Regions from separate parts of the Gossypium arboreum genome. Here region 2 is linked to region 1. A link is a contact called in public Hi-C data. All regions are on one chromosome and are shown on one strand. Each heading gives the region's core, a stretch centred on a gene start, on an enhancer-like site or on the middle of the called end of the contact. The rest is flanking DNA. Distances are from core to core; before and after follow the strand shown. Region 1 holds the start of LOC108456763. Region 2 holds the start of LOC108457503 (serine/threonine-protein kinase EDR1-like).

What was found. Hi-C and Micro-C count contacts between places; a contact is called where the count stands out from the background.
Region 2: a Hi-C map of leaf shows a contact between it and region 1, with 3 times the contacts expected there. The contact joins the promoter of LOC108457503 here to the promoter of LOC108456763 in region 1. A contact is called at or near these places in 2 of 5 Hi-C or Micro-C datasets (both in leaf).

Annotation. Positions count from the first base shown.
Region 1 is chr9:60,804,000-60,807,417 of ASM2569848v2, forward strand. It overlaps LOC108456763, which reads right to left and starts at 1,872. Exons shown (of 25, transcript XM_017755417.2): 1 at 1,297-1,872; 2 at 981-1,059; 3 at 305-653; 4 at 1-112. The coding sequence starts at 648.
Region 2 is chr9:61,103,611-61,107,383 of ASM2569848v2, forward strand. LOC108457503 (serine/threonine-protein kinase EDR1-like) reads left to right here and starts at 1,749. Exons shown (of 13, transcript XM_017756619.2): 1 at 1,749-2,474; 2 at 2,577-2,982; 3 at 3,077-3,728. The coding sequence starts at 2,047.

The DNA of each region.
Region 1 (3,418 bases), core at 622-3,121:
ATCAGCAGCATTTGGAGTGTGTCTTGCACTTTTGTCTTTGGATTGGGAGGGTGCAGTTAATAACAACTGCTTCAAAAGCTTTATCAAGTGATCTTTTTCAATGTGAGGATTCCTACAAAAGCATAAATGGCACAAGAAACAAGTCAAACTTTTTCATAAAATGCTGCATGAAACTCATAAAGTGTCTGTTGCTACTTAGTTATAAAATAAGTTGCCTTTGTCATTTGAAACACCATACACATAGCCTGCTATTCAATAGACATCTTATGATCACGTTAAACAAAACTAAAAGCTAATATCATACCTCTCCACCAACTGAGCATAACTTAAAGGGAATGACAAGCCATCATCATTTTCATGACCACTATCTTCCCCTTTCCTTGAATACCAAGCATGATACCTTCTAGGTAGAAGTTGATTTTCAAGCAATTCATTCCAAAACTGTCCACATGTTCTTTTACAAGGACCAGTTGAAAGGAAATGCATAATCAAAAAGTAAACTTCCCTGAGATCAACATCTACGTTATGCTTCTTAGAATCATCTGTCTCTCCATCTGCAAGTTGAGCTCGCACCTTAGTGGAAAAACTCAATGGCTTCATCCTAACAGAAGGAGAATCACTGGAGGGAACATATTTCTGGAGAGCCATATAACCTGCACATTATTCACACATGCGATAAGTTCGACCTTATTCACACATGGAAACAATACATCAAAAACAAAACTGCAATGACATTTATAACCAAACCATCCTTTCAGTCCAACGCAAAACTACTGTAAAAAATCTAGAAGAGGGAAAACCTAAGATCTCAGCACAAACACGAAAACCCTCCAAACCCCAAGTTGAACATATACAAAATATAACATCAAAGTGACTTTCAGCTTCTCTCAATAGATACCTCAATTTAGGTATTCACTTCAAATTCGTTCAATATCAAAGCATAAACATTTAAAATTCGCAAAAATACCTTCAGAGCGTACCAGGTGGATTAACCGGATGGGCAGTCACCGGAAACACGAAAATCTCTACCGCGCATTTGGAAATCCACAATGCAAAGGCCTGCAACAACAAGAACAGATCAAAAACCCTAAATTCAAAAGATTTCCACTGCTAACAATCAATAACAATAAATTCTTAACTAAAAAAGAAAACCAAAAAAAACTACCAAATTCGACATTCAGTGCGATGCACGCACAAAGAACTTGCAGCCAAAATAACTAAAATAAATTGAATTTTGAAAAAAAATAACAAGGAAAAAATATAGAAAAACAAGAAGTGGTATATAAGAAAGATTACCTTCAATGCATAAGATTCTTTTCAGGAGCAAAACGATGCGTTTTGGAGGTTTCAGTGTTATCTTCTTCAACTTAAAAGGAAGGATTTAAAGTGGGAATGGGGATCGACTGAAGAAAAAATAATAGCTAAAATTTTAATTTCAATAACAATGGAGAAAATTTCGAAAGGAAGATAGCGAGTGACGGACACGCGCGAAATGACGAATATTTATTTTGAAAATTCTAGGGAGGTAGCTTCTGTGTGTTTGTGTTTTTCTGTTTGGGGGTTTAAGAGAGAGAAAAAATAAACGAAGGGATTTCTCGAGATAAAAGGAGGAAGAGAAAACAAAGAAGATGAGAGAACCGAGGATTCAACGCAGCGTTTTTATATCTTTTACGATGCTCACTTACGCGCGTGAAAGGTAGCGCGTGTTTTGACGATATCTCTGAGAAAGCGGCGCCGTTTATGGGCTCCGCTGGGCTGGGTTTTTGGTTTTTCTGGCTATTTGAGGTGCGCTTGTTTGTACTTAAAAGATGACAAGCCCACAAATCAGTGGGACCCTATTGGCTTTGGTTTTTGTCTTAATTGCAGCTCCTTTTACCTGTAGAATTTTGGGAAAATTAGCCATATGTACCATTTTTAAAACGAAGTTAGCAAATTAGGCTGATTTTTTTCTAATTTAGGGAAATAGATTGATTTTGAAGAAAATAGCTGAAAATGCCTATTGTTGGAAATGTTGGCGTTTTCAGTTTCTCTTTCTTGCCACATCAGCATAACTATTTTTATTTTTTAATTTAATTTTTTATTAATTTTTAAAGGGATAAATATTAAAATTATAAATGAACTTTAATTCAATGTGTAATATCATATATGAACTTTGATTTTGTACTATTATTTACATGAAATTTTGATTTGATTCAGTTTTCACAAATCACTAACACCGTTATTGAATTAGCATCATTTTACGTTGATATATTGTACATACAAATAATAAATGAATCTAGTATGAAAATAAATGTACCTATTTATTTTTTAAATGTGTACAATTAAATCAAAATTAAAGTTTTATATATACATACAAACTCTAATTTAAGTTTAATAGATATAATTATACCAAATTAAAATTTATGATCAAATTACACATTGATATACTGAAGTTGATGAATATTTATTCCAACAAATCATTTGAATATATCAAATTCAAGGTTGATATAATTTTATTTAGAAAATTTAAACTGCAAACTTCTAGCATAAAAATTTACTAAAGCTATTAGGATTTGAATTCTAAATTAGATGTTATTTTTAATTATTAACTTTTATGATATAATATATATTATTTTTATTAGTATAAGAAAAGGAGACATTCTTTTTTCTTAAATTAAAATAAATCCAACATATTTAAGTTGATTTCGGAAAAAACGATTAAGCTTATAAATTTTAATTCAAATTAATTCAATTATTTACAATATTCAAAAATGAAAATATAAAAGACAACATGTTCGATTGAAAATTTTAAAATGATTTTTGAAAAATAAAATATGTAAAATTTAGAAAATAAAAATTTATTTTCATTATTTTCACTAAAAATACTTTATAAAACAAAAAATAAAAATAAATGATTGAATTAAGATTATATAAGCAAGTAAATATATTTTTTCAACAAATTTTAAATATTAAATATGATGCTTTAGTTGGAATCCAAAGGTTAAAAATTTTAAATTAAAAAAAAAAGGTCAAAAACGGTTATATTGATGTGGCACGGGGGAGAAGTTGAAAATCTTGAACTAACATGGGATGAAAACGCCTCTTGTAAGAGGTTAAGTTTCTGATAATGCTCTAGAATAACGTATTTTTATGTATTAATCATGTGTTTATTTTGAGCTCGATCTTACTAATTTAAGCTATTTATGTCTTTTTATCTTTTAGGGACTGATTTGGAGGCAAAAGCAAAATTAAGGGACAAAAGTGCGAATTTGGAGACACATTGGGCTGATATGCGACACAAGGAAAAGATTGTGCCAAAAGTGCAAGCATGGGAGACACAAGGACTAAAAACGTAAAAAGACGAGATTTTATTTTATAAGACTCCATTTTATTTATATTAGGATAATTAAATATTAAGATAATTATTATGATTATTCAA
Region 2 (3,773 bases), core at 499-2,998, 300 kb after region 1:
GAAGCTACCTTGCAGGATATTTGGTTAGGAAGTTTTATTGCGAGTTTTGGAGTGTTCAACATATCTCTAGACCCATATGGATATATTAGGACAATATGGCAGGAATGTGTTAAAGTAAACACATTAACGTTAAATACTTAGTAATTAGGGAACACATTAAATCATGAAATTGCTCATAAAACACATAAGTACAAAGTTAAATATAGTTGATCGCTTGACAAAAGGAATACCACTAAAGTTGTTCAACGGACATGTGGTTGAAATATAGTTCAATTTAAAAATTATATAAATTGAGAATTCATTTAAAATTATTATTTTGAAATTATAAAAAATATAAAATTATTTAAAAATACATGTAGAATGAACTTCGATAAAAAACTCAAACCTCCATTTATTCAGATTATTCTAGACATCTACTTTTAAGGTTATTTATTTATTTATTTAAAAAGATAGTTTTAAGAATTATTATAGCTTTTAAATAAATTTTAATATTTTATTATATATAATTGAATTGTTTATAAAATGTAAATGATGACTTAACGCTTTTAAGAGAATACGGAGACTTCAAAAACTAATGTGAAGCAAAAACCAAATTAGGAGAAATTATTGAATTGAAAATTAAATATTTTTTTTATCCCTTTTATTATACTTTGAAAGGGAAACTTGTAGCTTGGACCAAATAATGAAAGAAAATTACTTGCCATAAAAAGCCACAAAACTAGAACATTTGATTGTTGGTTAAACGGAAAAAAAGAAGAAGAAGATGGTTTTAATTTTTTTTTAAGTAATAAATAAAGTCGGTCCAATTAATACCTCTCAAACCCTACCCTTAGCGAAAAAGTGAAACCCGGAACATCATATCGAAGGAGGAACCTTGACGTTAGCGTTTGTGATAACGCGCTACAGTCATTGGACATTCACCTGAAATTCTATCACTTAATTGGATGAATTCAATCACGTGAATTTTAGCTCGTGGGGATGCTACCCTACTCCTTAGTCTATTTTTTTTTTCTCTGATAAGACACTCCTTAGTGTATTTAAAGCATCTGGTATTCACGATGAGAAAAAGGGTCTAATTTCAAGACACCTCCGGGTATTATAGACCTGATTTTAATTTGGTCCTGATTTTTGAAGTATCATCTAAGGGCGAGTTGAAATCGGTTTAACCAATCATTCAGTTAAGTTGGTGTCTATTAAGGTTTTACTGATTAAATCGTTTATAATCTTGGTTTAAGCTTAAGTTGGTTAGTCAATTCGATTAAAATCGAATGTTGTTGGATAAGTTTGAAAAATCAACCTAATCAGCTGAAAATCCAAAAACCAAATGTATCATATCGATTAAGTCAGATCACTAGTTTAACCATTAAATTGAATGTTAAATATCAACTTGTATCTAACATGAAGATCATTTATACATGTAAACATTTTTTTTCACTTTTGTTTTCATATTTTTTTATCTTTTAGTGTTGTTCATGTTTATTTTACAATTTAAGTTCGGGATTCAAAGCTATCATTTCTAACAATATCGTCTCAAAGCTCAACATAAAAAAGTATATATGTATTTTTAAAATATACTATACATATTTAAATTGACTTTCATGTTAGATTAGAAGTTTACATTTTATGATTAAAAACCTAATTGATGAAACACTTAATTGATACAATATTAATAATTGGATTCAATTGAAGTATTTTAAAATTTAGAAACCTATTTAAAATTTAGAATATAATGCGAGAACACCATAAGGAATTAACCCGAAAAAGGAAAAAAAAAAAAACAAAAAACCAGAAAGAAACTGTCCCAAAACAAAGAAAAAGGCAAGAAAAAAAGAAAAGATAAATAGAAAAAAGGAAAAGAGAAATAGTTGAAGTCTTTGAGTCTTAGACCTCTCTTAAAAGAGAAAGAGGACTGTTTATTTCTACAGAAAGTGAGATTTTTGTATCTTATCAAAGCTTTGAACTTTGAAGCCCCTTCCTATGGTTTGACTTTTTGATTTGGTGAAGTGTACCCAAAAAAAAAAAAAAAGAAGAAAAAAAGTAGCAAAAATGGAAACACCTACAGCGGATGAGCTTTTGAGGAAGATCCAAGAACTGGAGGCAGGACATGAGCATCTCCAGCAAGAAATGTCTAGATTAAAACAATCCGGCGCCGGTCAGTCAAAGCCCGACCACATTAGTCAAAGATCCCACTCTACTTCCCCTCAACGCCGCCGCTGCCCGGGGAATTCGGCTGCGGCGGCGGCTACGTCGGCTGCTGCTTTGAAGAAAAGTTCTTGCTCGTTTCGGCATTCGTCGCCGTTGCAAAGAGAGAGCAGAAGGTGTGATACCGGAAATGGCGGCGGCGGAGGTGATGGAGAAAGCCGGAATACTGGTCCGGCTGCCGTTAATTTCACCAACAGTCAGTATTTAAATATTTTGCAGTCTATGGGACAATCTGTTCATATATTTGACCTTAATGGCCGTATAATTTATTGGTAAGAGGGTTACTTTCATGCCTTTAATGTTCTAGTCAGTGATTAACCTTTGTTATTAGTAAATGTAAGTAGCATTCTTATTGAATTGGGCATTTTTTGCAGGAACCGAACTGCGGAAAACCTTTATGGTTATTCAGCGGCGGAGGCTTTAGGGCAAGATGCCTTTGAACTTCTTGTCGATCCCAGGGACTTTGCGGTGGCGAATAATATAGTTCATCGTGTTATGATGGGTGAGAGTTGGACTGGGCAATTTCCTGTTAAGAATAAAATGGGGGAGAGGTTATCAGCTCTTGTAGCTGATACTCCTTTTTATGATGATGATGGTTCTTTGGTTGGAATTATTTGTGTATCCAGTGATTCTCGGCCGTTTCAAGTTGCATTTTCGGCTGAAAAGCAACCTGAAGGAGATTCAACCTTCAGCCGGTCCAAAAATGCTGTTTCAGCTAAACTCGGTCTTGATCCTCAGCAACCTTTGCAAGCTGCAATTGCGTTGAAGATAACGAATTTGGTATTGGTTCCTTAATTTTCATGTAGTTTCTGGTTGGTTTTTTATTGTTATTGTAGTTTGTCTTGGGTTGATTGTGAAAGAGTTACTAATGCAGGCGTCCAAGGTGAGCAACAAAGTGAAGTCCAGAATTAGGACCGGAGAGAATTGCATTGATCCGGAAGGGGGAAGTGGAGATAGTCATCATTCTGATCATGTTTTGTCCGATGCTGTACATTTCGATCATAAAGAAGATGCAACTTCGAGTGCAGCCAGTACACCGAGGGGAGATGTACACCCATCTGCCTTTGGTGTATTTTCTCCTTTTGAGGAGAAGCCTGCAGTTAAAACCTCGAGAGATTCTGGTGATGAGAGTGAAGGAAAGCCTGCAATCCAAAAGATTATGACATTAATGAATAGGAAAGGGTTATCATGGCCTTGGAAAGGGAATGATCGAGAAGGATTGGAGGCAAGGACTGCACGTTTTGTTTGGCCTTGGTTGGGCAATGATCAGGAGAATGAAACGTTTGAACCCAAGTGCTCATATTCTAGTGCAAAAACTGAAGGCCATGTTAATGAAGGTAATAGACCTGTTAATAACGAGGCATCGGGTTCCTGGTCATCATCTATTAATGTTAACAGCACAAGCAGTGCCAGCAGCTGTGGAAGCACCAGCAGTAGTGCTGTTAATAAAGTTGACATGGATTCTGATTGTTTAGATTATGAGATCTTGTGGGAAGACTTGACGATTGGAGAGCAAATAGGGCAAGGTAAATTCTTTTGCTGAACTGCAACTGGGAGATGTGATGGAATTA